Regions from separate parts of the Anas platyrhynchos genome. Here region 2 is linked to region 1. A link is a contact called in public Hi-C data. All regions are on one chromosome and are shown on one strand. Each heading gives the region's core, a stretch centred on a gene start, on an enhancer-like site or on the middle of the called end of the contact. The rest is flanking DNA. Distances are from core to core; before and after follow the strand shown.

What was found. Hi-C and Micro-C count contacts between places; a contact is called where the count stands out from the background.
Region 2: a Hi-C map of skeletal muscle shows a contact between it and region 1, with 3 times the contacts expected there. The contact joins the promoter of EIF4G3 here to the enhancer-like site in region 1. A contact is called at or near these places in 3 of 8 Hi-C or Micro-C datasets (liver and skeletal muscle).

The regions. Positions count from the first base shown.
Region 1 is chr22:7,728,882-7,734,547 of IASCAAS_PekinDuck_T2T, reverse strand. The region is part of intron 3 of EIF4G3 (eukaryotic translation initiation factor 4 gamma 3); the gene reads left to right. Among named protein-coding and RNA genes, the nearest start is that of EIF4G3, 57 kb to the left of the region's middle. Within about 2 kb of position 3,062, at least 5 of the 8 cell types and tissues checked have an H3K27ac peak or open chromatin away from gene starts, as enhancers often do.
Region 2 is chr22:7,784,321-7,790,489 of IASCAAS_PekinDuck_T2T, reverse strand. EIF4G3 (eukaryotic translation initiation factor 4 gamma 3) reads left to right here and starts at 1,492. Exons shown (of 37, transcript XM_072026772.1): 1 at 1,492-1,777. The coding sequence starts at 1,581.

The sequences.
Region 1 (5,666 bases), core at 1,813-4,312:
AAGGTCGTCTGCGTTTGTCCAGTTGTGCCTAACGTGTGTGTTCTTGATTTGAAAGAGTAACTAAAAAGATAAGGAAGAGACAGCTCCATTTGAGTTAGAATCTGATTAAGGGGTCGTTGTGTTATCCCCAGAACCATGACTCAATGAATATTCTTAAAACCGAGTCTTTTCAAGGTGGGGACTGGTGTTTAGTCAGCAGTGAATGAAAATATATACATATGGTTTTGGGCTTCAGATATTGCTATGTTCTAAAAACCATTTTGCCAGAGTGATAGCACATGTGTTACTTGTGTGGCCCCAGATCACTCTGCTTGCTGACTGTCAGTGCTGTGCTCTGCAAAGAGATCAGTCCCTTGCTCGTGTCTGGTATCTCAGCATCCCTCCTCTGGGGGCTCGGAGCTCCTGCTACGTTCTTCCAGAAGCAGTAATGTGGAGGGGAATAGAAGGTTAATAAATGCTGCGTTTCCACAAATTTCTACACATGGCATATGTCTGAACCTCCTTCCTCTCTTCAGCTTTGTGGCTTGAAATATTAGGCTCAGATGACTGGAATTGAGGGATGGCCACAGGCAGCAGAATGTGGGTATCTTCTGTTCTAGCCATCTAGATGTGAGGCGTAAGGAGCGGTCCCCTTGCTGTTCTGACAGCTGTAAAGTTGTTCCAGTAAGTTTGGGTAGTGGGAGGTAGGTAATGCCTTAAAATGCTGGTAAGTGATACAAGGAGCTACTGTCCTGTACAAAAAAATCTAGGTATTGAGGCAGCGGGACCGCTTCACAGGCCTGTGATGAGGTTCCAGGATGGTACTGGGTGTTCTGTAGGAGAACTGGGAAACAAAGCTAGGATAAGACGGATCGGGAGGATGTATGGGGTATTTATTGTCTTTTGGGAAGAAAAGTCAGGTGCAAATGTATGTTGTACCTTTGTAGCTGGCTTTCCTTTAACTTTATTTAAATAAACAGAAACAGATGTCTTGTGTGGTGCTGTGTGGTTTGGTGTTTTTCTCACTCATTCTTCTACCTTTTCCATGTAACATACCCAAAGCAGTAGAGAGGCTTGCTGTTAGGCTTCCTCTGAAGACTTTCATAATGATCAGCCTCTGGCACTTTGCTGCCCTTCAGAATTAGTTTCTGTAGCAAAACTAGAAGAGCTTGTCAGCGATGAGACGCAGTCCCACACCCCCTGTCTCTGCAGCAAGAGGCAGTGTTTCTGCTTCCCCCGACCTTCCCAGATTCCAGGGCCTTGAAATCATGCTGCTCTCTGGAATGCGTTGAACTCCGCTAGCGTTTGGGAATGCACAGCACATGTTGCCTCAGTGATGTTATGGCCAGATGTGGCCCCACGAACACAGAATTTCATATTTCTGTTCTTTGCACAGAGGGCCCCCCGTGCAGACTGGGAGAGGAGCGGCACATCTCCTCTGCCTCCTCTCTGGGCCTGCAGACTTCAGGAGGAACTCAAGACAATTCACTTTCTTGGCATGCAGAGAAAAGGAGAAATCAGCACAAAGGAGCAGATAAGTTTTTCCCTGGGCATGGCTACCGGAGCAAGTTAAGATGAGATCAGGTAGGGGAGCTCGTGGGGTTGCAGAACACAGGGCACTGCAGGGTTGCTGCTTGCCTGAGCTCTCTCATCCTGTGATGGATGTGAGGAGTCCAGTGTGAGTAGTGCAGGCAAAGAGCATTCACACGGGCAGTTAACACAAAGCAGCTGAGAAGCTGTAAATCTGCCCCCCGCTCCGGCTTTACGTTACAGTAATTTATTGTGTAGTCGTGCCTTAAGAAGGGAGTAACGATAAAGTAGAGCTCTTCCAAAGCAACCAGACTGCTACTTGGAAGGAGTCCACAGAAAAATGCTTCCCTCTGTCCACCGAGTGATCAAAAGAGGAAGAGGAGTTCTTCAGTCGTAGTGTGAGCAGGAGGCGAGGGCAGGAGGCAGCGTGCAAAGCTCAGGGCATCAGAAGACAATTTCATCTTCCTCCCCAAGACCTAGGAGTGTTTTGAAGGATCCTGGGGAACAAGTGTAGTGGATTCTGGCATTCTGGAGATGAAGCAACACAAGAGGAGAGTGGTTCAGAAATGCTGTTCCGAAAGACTCTTGGCTTTCTCTGCCTTAGCTTTGAAAAGTGTGGGCTCTGATGCGTGTGCTGACGGATTCCTTTAGTCTGGGACTACAGTTTGTAAGCGCTGACCAGCAACTCTTGGAACAAGGAATTTCCTCTGTAATCAGTGAAAGCTCTAGGTCTTGTTGTGGTCACGCTGTGTGCTGAGCAGATCAGTGCTTTGTGCCCATGGCTACCTGTTAGGCTGAAAGGATTGAGCAACCAGTAGCAGAAGACCCCGTGACATCTAACAAGACCTTCCTCTGAGGCTGTTGTAGTTATTGACAGCTGTGTTTAATAATCCCTTATCTGTTTCTAACAATGCCAAGATACACCCATAGAAAACAAAAGTGCAAGAGAACTGAACTCTCAGGATCCTGGTATACAGAGACCTTGACTTTTAGGTGGCTGATATAAATCCAAAACAGATTGTACTAGCTGAAACTTGTTACCATCTGGTTCTTTGCCTTAAGTGAAAAGAGTTTTGTGGTCTCATTCTGGTCCTCAAAAATGTCACCATAGCTAAATTAGCGTTTGTAATAGCAGTGAGACATTCCTTAGTACCTTAAGGTCTGGGAATCTGTGCCAGGAAGCATGTCTGTATGCCATCTGTGGCATGTTTATAGGCAATCCCCAAGCCCCCTTTTTTATTACCTTGGATCCTTTCTACAGGAGCTGGAATTCTGTTGTAACCATAATGTTTATTCACTATTCCCTCCCATCGTTCATTGCCCAATTTAGATTTTAGGTGCTTTTAATAAAGTTACATTTATTTATGAATTGGAATGGAAGAAGGAATGTAACTTAATCCTGATCTCACCTCTTTGCACCCTGGGGTAAGTCAGGTGCCCTGGGACGAGCTGTTTGCTCCTCGCACTGGAGGCAGCGACCCTCTGTGTCTCGTAGCCTGCAGGCTGCGCCTGACGCTCCTCTTCCCCCAAACGCAACCGTTCCCTGTTATCTGCGTCCATGTGTACTTTGCCACGAAAAAGCAATTGCTGTAAGGTCAGATAATAAACTCCCACAGTCCCTGAAGCACGAGGGGCTCTCTAATTTTATCATCTTGTTTGTGCAAACACCCTGTCCTTCATTTCTCTGTTTGGAGAACGTATTTGTGGGCACCTTTGTCAGAGTTGGTTCTCCAAGCTTGCTGCTGAACTCTTCGCCCCAGAGAGCTTTTCTGTACAGGAAGCTCCTCGTTTTGTGTAAGGTGGTGTTGTAGCAGATTTCACGCCAATTAAAAATGCACAGGGTCTCGTAACTTGTGGAGCAGGTATGGTTGCCAGATACTAATTAGCAATTGTCTGTGCAGCCACAATGATGTGGACGTAGAATGAGAGATCAAGCTCTCCTTGCGTAAACGAAGCAGATGAGGCTGGACCTGGTCAAGAGAGAAACCGGCAGCTGCATGCTGCCCATCTTCTGCCTCTGAACAGCAGATTTCAGTGTCTTGGGTCTTCTGTCCGTACCAGATATGGAACGTACCCTATTCTGTACCAGATATAGGGTACAAAAAATATAAACAGCCGGACGTGTGGTGGTGCTTTGTGTGCAGGAAACCTGCCCTCCACACGTACACACTGATGTATTTTCTTGAGGAGCCAGCGATTCCACCTCTCGTACTTCTCCCTTCTTTCCTTGTGTATGCTTCTGGACATCTGGCTCGAGCTTCTTCACGGTGAGTATTAGTAATGCAGCTCATTAATTTGGAGCTTGTAAGGAGTACATGACTTCAGGTGGAGATTTGAAAATACGAGTTATTTAATAGCTGATAAATCCAGGAGAAGTGTAATCTTCTTCCGGCCTTTGTGTTAAAGACCTGCTGGAAGTAAAACTGAACTCTGTGTTTTGTAATAGGATTAGCAGTTGTTTGATTGGGCTAATAATGCTTGGAAAATTTGTTCATATAACGTCTTTCTGTGTTTTTGATTCATCGCTGTGCCTTTTGCTTCCTTAGTTTAAACCTGTGCTGGAAACTTAAAGCGTGTCTGTGTCTCAGCACCTGCTGTCAGCATCTTTTGGGCTTCGGGATGCTTTTGGGTATGAAAGCTCAACTTTGTAGCTGTCTTCTAATTTGGGGAGTGCAGCTGTGTGTAAGAAGAGCTGCAGGCTTTTGGGGAAGGGAGATCTGGGATAGTGGGAAAGGCCAAATACAGCTTTAAGTGCAAATTGATGCTATGAACTTCAATAATTATTTAACCTTGGAAATAGTTAACATTTCAAGGTTACGACGTAGATGGGATGAATTGGCTTAAATATTTGTGCACTTAGGAAGAACTGGAAACAGCCTTTCATTTTTTTTAATAAGGAAGGTGGAAAATCTGTTATGATTTTATCACATACACGTGCAAAGCAAAGATTGCAGCCCAAAAATTGAGCCTGGTTAGGACTAGGTCTGTTTCCAGACCCAGCTCTTGCTGCTACTAGTCCTTTTTACTGCTTTGAGGGTGTTCAGTGAGAACAGCATTTAATGATTTTCTGTGTAGTCTTGTGTGCCCAGCAGGTGAAGATTTGTGTTTTTCTACTCCTTCTTGAGCTTGCTTTCTGTCAGGTGTAACCTGGCCCAGCTTTGTGTCTTCCCTGGCCTGTCCACCCTGGTGTAAATGTAGCTATTTGAATAAGAAAGCTCGCAGGTAGGTGCCTTGGCCACACAATGCATCCAGGATGCATGATCTAGACGAAGAGTTTTCTTTTGGCTTGTGATACTTTGGTGAATCAAAAGCAGTTTAAATGTTATCATTAGCTTTTGGTGGTGGTGTTGTAAGTAGCATTTTTAGAAGGTCATTGAACTCTTCTGTAGTGATTTTAAAATGTCACCGATTCCTGTTTTCAGGAGATTTCTGTGCATATTTTCTGTTATCACAGTCATGTGGACTGAGTTTTATACTGATGCTTTTCAGACTTTACTACTCATTGAAACACATTTTTATTCATAATAGAAAACAAGAAAATAACGTGAAACAACTTGCCAATTTCCTTATGTTTAGTAATTTCTATTCTCATATTCCTTCTGTAATAATACCTCCTGTTCCATACAATTTCTTGCATGCTTCAGAAAAAGACATGGTTTTAAACAAGCACAATGTTGTAGAAGGCAGTATGTCCTAATAAACACTGAAATCAACACAAGAGTCACAGCTTTACATAGTTTGCATTGGTAAACATAAAGGGCAAAAAAAAAATCCCCGTGAATAGATAAAACTGGGGAGAAACAAGTTTGTTTGCTAGCTAGAAAAGCTTTTCAAGTGGTTTGACAGTACAAAGACTCTAACAAAACTGTATTCTTGGAATTCATGAAAACCCAGCAAGTGGCTTTGTCACTCTTCCATAAAAAGCATTTCAGAGTCGGAGCCCTTGAATGACTGGCGTCCACGGTTAGCTTGGTGCCAGCCGAGGGAAGTGTTGAGCTGTAACCTCTGGAGGTGTTTGCAGCATGAGTAAGGAGGATTGCCCCATGGGGTGAGGGTTTGGGATCAATAAACAGGTTGTCCTGCGAGCAGGACTCTTGCTGAGCTGCTTTCCACCTGTGGCAAGGAGCATGAAAGTATTCGATGATTATGGAGCAGTA
Region 2 (6,169 bases), core at 243-2,742, 58 kb before region 1:
CTCGCGGTACACTGAAGTCCTCTCGCGTGGGTGGGTGCAGATGGGTTTCACATCCCACAGCTGACATGCACAAACCACAGTGTTTTATAATTCAGGGTCTGGGTAAGATCTGACCCAAAAGGAATAAACGTAGTCAAGACCCTTTTAATAATTTTTTTTTTTGGGTGCTAGGCAGGGTTTTAACCCTTACAGGCCACGGGTCAATACGATGCTGGTGCTTGTGAGAGTAACGGAGCCCAGCCTCTCTCCCTTAAGGTTCAGATTAATAAATAAGACATTTCTGCGTATTCTGCTTACATGTTGGGCAGTTGCAATGTGGATAGATGTGTGTGATGTGTGTGGCTTACTGGGTACCTTGTCTGCAGTGACCAGGCCCCCCCCCCCCCCCCGCTCTTTCTCATCGCACAGCTGGCTTTCAGTCACAGCACCAGTTCCTCGCTAAGTGCCTGAACATCCCACCAAGAGAGCTGTTTACTTTAATCAAAGAAGCTTTTCACTTCTAAGAGTTTATTTGTGATTGCTTTAAAGTACGATCTTCCTCCTCAGCTCGCAGCGACACAAGGACACAGCAGATGGGATGCAAACACACCACGGAAAACTCTTCCTAAAGATCTTATGGGGTTAAATTTTTACCCTGGCCTAAAGGGTCGGCCACGGCACATGCCCTGAGGGGTGGGAAGCCCCCTCCTAACCCGAGGTGTCCCTGCTGGCAGAAGGCAGCACCCGCCCAGCACAGGCAGCGCCTCTGGGACCGTTTCCCCCTCACAGCCGCGGCCCCGCCGCCGAGCGCTGCCGAAGCTCTCCGGAGCCGCTCGGCCGCCGAGCCGAAAGCGCCCGAAGCTGCGGCCTCGGCTCGCCCCGAGCGGCTCCGAAGAGCCCCGAGCGGCTCCGAAGGGCTCCGAGCGGCTCCCTCCTGGGCGGGGACCCCTCCTCCGAGCCCGCCCGAAGCTTCCCGAACTCCCGCACGTCCTCGGCCTCCGGAGGGAGCCGAAGTTTCCCGAGCGCGGGGGTCACGGGAGGCGCCGGGCCGCGCGGGGCGGGGCGAGTGGCGGGCCGGGCCGGAGGGCGCGTGCGCCCCGCGAAGGCCTCCGGAAGGAGCCGAGGTTTCCCGAGCGCGCGTCGCCAGCGAGCGCCTCCGGAAACAGCCGAAGCTTGCCGAGCGCCGCCGGGCCGAGCGGCTCCGGAGCGGCCCGAAGGCGCCCGAGCGTCCGTCCTGCCGGACTGCTGGAGGCGGCCGCGGCGCCATGTTTGATGCTCCGCTGCTCCTGTGAGGAAAATCCGCCGGCATCGCCCGACAGCCGCCGCCGCGAAGGGCGCCGCTGCCCCCGGGGAGGGGCGCCGAGACCCCCCGCCGCCGGCGGCTCATGAGCAGCGCGGCCTGAGCCGCTCCCCCCCCGCTCCGCCGTGCCCTCCCCGCCGCGAGCCCTCCGTGAGGCGCGTTGTCACGGAGACCGGCGCCGGTGCCGGCCCGCCGCGCTGCCCCGGCCGCCGCCCCGGCCCCCGGCCCGCTCCCCCCCCCCGCGCCCGCGGCCCGGCTCCCGGCCCCGCTCCCCGCCGGGGGGTGGTGGCTCCGCTTGGCGATGAGTTTACCGCAGAAGGCGGCTTTGAAACCCGGCGCGGCGGCGGCGGCGGCGGCGGCGGGGACCGGCCCCGGCAGCGGGGCGGCGGCGGCGGCGGCAGCGGGGCCGCCTCCCCCCCCGGCTCCCCCTCACCCGGCGGCGCCGGCGCCCGCGCCTCACCCCACCATCAGGGCCTTGCCGCCACAGCCGCCCCAGCAGTATCCTTTCCCCGGGGGGCGAGGGCCCCCCCGGCCGGTGGGGGGGACGGGAGGGGGGTGGGGAGGGGTTGGGGAGGAGGGGGAGGGGGTCGGGGCGCAGCCCTTTGGGGCCCCTTTTTGTGTGTGTGTGGGGAGGGGGCGGGCCCGCGGCACCCCCCAGGCGTGGAGGGGGCTGCACCTGCTGGGGCAGCGCGGGGAAGGGGCCCCTGGCCCCCCCTTCTGTCCCCCGCTGTACCCCCCTGTGCTGCCCTGTCCCTGTCCCCCCCCCCCGTGGGGTGCTTCCTGCGTGGGGGCCCCAGGCCCAATCTCCCCCTTCCCCCCCCCCCCCCCCCCGGTGAACTTTTAATGTGAAATCGCTTGTCACTTTGTCACTTTCGCCTCGGGTCCTGCCCAGGTAAGTGCTGGGTTTTTGTTGTTGTTTTTTAAAGGCGAGTTTCAAGGCCGGCTCTCCAGCCGGGGCCGATTTTCCTGGGGTTTTACTTTGCTCGTGGAAATAAATCTAAGGTGGAATGTGGCGCTGAGCAGCTTGCCCCGCGAGGCCGTGTGTGATGGGCAGGAGAAGCTTTCCACCCAAAACCCCTCCGCCAGAACGGCCCTGCTACAAAGAGAGGCCGGCGCTCGGGGAATGTTTTTAAAGGTCTCCGGTTCTCTGCGACTAGGCCCCGAGTCAGGAGGTAAATACTGCAGGGATCAGCAGGAAAGTGGGGTGGCGAGCGAGCGTGCCTGCCTGGGTTTTGTTTCCAGTGTTGGACAGCATCCCCTGGCGAATTGGCGTTCCTCCCCCTGAAGTTTTTTTTTGGGGGGTGGGGGGGTGTGGAGCGAAAAGACATGCTTGGTGAAATCCGGTGTTGTCCTGGATTGGTGTCGCATGCTGTGCAGGGGACAGTCAGGAGTGCGCGTCGCTGTTTGTTGGTGGTAACGACTTATATTTTAACATGGAAGCAGAGGGTTTATTTATTTTTTTTGCTTAAGATCCGTTTCAGCTGTGTGATGTGTGTGTTCTTTAAGAAACGTGTTCCCTGTGTATAAGCATTTTGCTGCTCTCACTTTCAGTTTTGAGGTGGGAAAACCAAGCCCTTTTATGATCAGTTTAGGTCCATTGTTTTCTTGAGCTTCCGGCAAGAATCATTCTTTCCCTGACCACAAATAATATTGCTTAAATCATGGGACTGTTGACGTTACAGATTTGTTTGGGTCAAGTGAAACCTCTGAAGAATGAAGAGTGCTGAGGAGGGACATACCCTCTGCTGGGTGTTTCTGGCTAGCTTGTGATACTCTGTAATTCCAGCATGTGCTTTATTTAGGAAAACAGCGCAAAGGTGCTGTCATTACCGAGTCAGCAGGGTGGTGGTGAGTAAAACTGTTGCTCAGGGGGAATTTGCTCACTTTGGAGTGTTGTGCCAAGAGTTACAGGGGGAACGCTGGCCAGCGTGCACACGGGGAGTCGGTGCTCAGCCGATCCTTCCAGCAAGGTGCTGGCTTGTCTGGGAACAGCCTTGTCCGTGCGGGATGCGATGCTGGTTGCCTTGACAGTTAAATGGCCAAACTTTGCCTGGGTCTGGGAGCAGGAGTGCGCTAAGGTTTCTACAGCACTTAATTTCCAAGTCATCGTTAAAAGAACCATGGAGGGATCTGAATACTTCTCCGACATCACCGAGGGCGAGCTTGGTGGTGGTTTGCCCGAGTGGCAGCATGGTCACAGCTAAGGCAGGAGAGCTGTTGCCTTTGGTGAGTTTTGTCACTACACGCCTTGCGCGCACGAGGGAAGAAGCCTTGGCTGACCTCTGAGAGCAGCCCTGAAGGAAGAGGCGTGGTGGGAACGTGCGTTCCCTAAAGGAGCGGTGGCAGCGTGGCACCTTGCCTGGAGCCACCTGGGTGCCCAGAGCAGGAGGGGGAGAGGAACCAAGCGCTGGGGAGCGAGGACACGTCAGAGGTAGGGATGCGGGCAGGTTAGTGTGATGGGGCTGTTTTTCCTTGTAGCCATGCCTGTTCCAGAAACACCGTGTTTGCCTGATACCGCTCCGTAACTTTTAAATAATCTGTCCATGCGGTGTATACAAACACCGTGTTCTTGGTGCCTTTTCAGCGAGCTGTGTTCAGGTGTCCTGGCTGGTTTTTCTTCTGCCAAAAGTTGTGCGTGCTTCCAGGCAGCAAACAAAAGCTGTTACCTTTTGTCAGCAGTGCTGCAGAAGTGAGGCTTCGGGAGCATAGTTCATCTGCGCTTTACTGAAGTGCAGAGGGTCATCTGAGTTCAGCCTTATTTTTAGCTCTGTTTGTTTTTTTCTGTTTTGGTACGACTGTTGAGACAGCATTACCCCACAGCAGATAAACTGTAGCTGCAGGTTTCTCCTGGCAACTCAGAGTGCATGGCAAGGTCCCCGTGTCTCCTCCTCGCAGCAGTGCAAGTAATGTTGATCCAAATGATTGGTGCATGTTAGTGGGTAGACTGCGGCTCAGACTTGGGCTTTTTAAACTAAGCTGCGTCCACGTGGTGAACTTGGTGTCTATGGAGACACACGGGGTTTCAGTACATCATGAAATTAAATGTACAACTGAAAAGGAATTGGGTAAGAGAAAACTGGACAGGAACGAGGACTGCTTACATGAAGTGCGTTTGTAGAAGGGGATTAACAAGGGAAAAGAAGAATTCAGGGGAAGAGATTTAAAATCAGTTTTCTGAAGGAAAGCAAAGCTGGAGTGTGATGGATGTGAATAACAGGAATGTTTTGGTGGGATGATCGTTCTGTTACGTGCTGGCTGGGAAGTTACTGGAGCTGCTATAGGACAAGAGAGCTTTGAATAATTTCCGTAGTGCGGCGGCTTTGAGAAATTAAACTTTCTATGTAAGTTGGGACACCTTTGTGCCTTTGGCGGTGGTGAGTAGTCAGTCAAACCTGGTTTCGGGCAGAAGCTGTGCTCTAAGTTGTCAGTGTGAACAGAACTCCCAGCTCCGTTCTGACCCTGCCTGGGGGGGGACAGCGAGGGTGCCCGCGTGCCACGCTGAGGTGCCGTGCTGGGGCTGTGATGGAGGCTAAAGCCAGACCTGCCCCCTTCCAGGCTGCCTCCGAGCAGTGAGTTCCACACGAAGCCGATTGTTCTGTAGCAGGACTTCTTCCACCAAAATGTAGAACGCTGAAGGTGCGCTGCAGGCTGCTGGCTTTCTGTGGGCCTTGGTGGTTTTAACTTGATGCTACTCCTGTGCGTTAAGTCACGCAGTGCTTCTCTGCTCTCCTTTGTGCTCCCACTTACAGGTTTCCGGAGGTATTTTTTGTGTGTGTTATAATAAGCTGTTCCTTAAAAAGTCCCCATGCTGTGAATAAATTTTGTGGATCAATATAATTAGGTCACCAGTGTCTTCCTAGCCTAGACATCAGCAAACACTGCGCTATAAAGGACAAACAGATTGATCTATGCTGAACTCGGGTAGCGTTGCATGCCTGCTGGCCCTTCAGGGTTAATTTAGCAGCGTACCTTGGAGCCAAATTAGAGCCATCTTGGCCTCTGTGCTGGTATCTGTAGGTTTTTGTTTTCTTACCCAAACTTCCTTGCATTTGGAGGGAGTTCAGCTTCCTGGTTTTTGATGCTCTATGTGCAAGCACCGGTAAGCTTGACCTTAATACAGCGCTGTAGCTGTTGGGTTGTGGGACTGGCTCTCCCTCAGCCCGGGTATTTTTCAGGTTATTGCAGCAGGGCTTCGTAGCAGCTTCGGAGTGGGTTTTTAAGCAACAGTTGTTAAAAAAATTCTTTCTCTTCCCTTACAGCTCTCCATCCCTACCCTTTGCTTCTGTTTCTGAGAAGTGGAGAGGAAGGGTCAGCATTTTTATGTGTTTGTGAAGTTCAGCATTGTCGTGCATGGACACTTGGGTTTTGCTGATGTTCCCTCGGTGGTTGAACGTCTGCTTTTGTTTTTGCAAGGTGCTTCAGCTGACTGTGCTGCAGTCCCTCGCAGAAAGCAGCACACAGGCGGTACGTGGCACCGCTCCGCATGGGAGCGGAGGTTTGCGGCGGCTTCCCTAAAGCCTGGGAGTACAGCAAGAAATACAGGATCGCTCTCAGGAACGTCAGAGATCTGTGTGAAGTCGGGGTGAGGTTCTGGCAACGCTTACCTGGTGTTCGGACGCGTGCCAGGTTGTGCCGTTGCAGTAGGCCTGCGCTGGCAATCTTCTAGTTAAATTAGGGCTGCTAACGAGGGCTTGGCTGTGTTGGCTTTTCTCTCTTCCTTGCTCATAGCTCAGTGAGCAGAGAGTTGAGCAGGTGCCGTAGGGTGGGAGGAGAAGCGGCCTGAGAACTTCCCCGGGGAGAGCATCGTCGGCGTGCCCTGCGGGAGAGCGGGCGCTGGGCGCTGGCTGCCCCTGGGAGCTCGGCGCCGGCGCCGCCTTTGCTCGCCGCGTA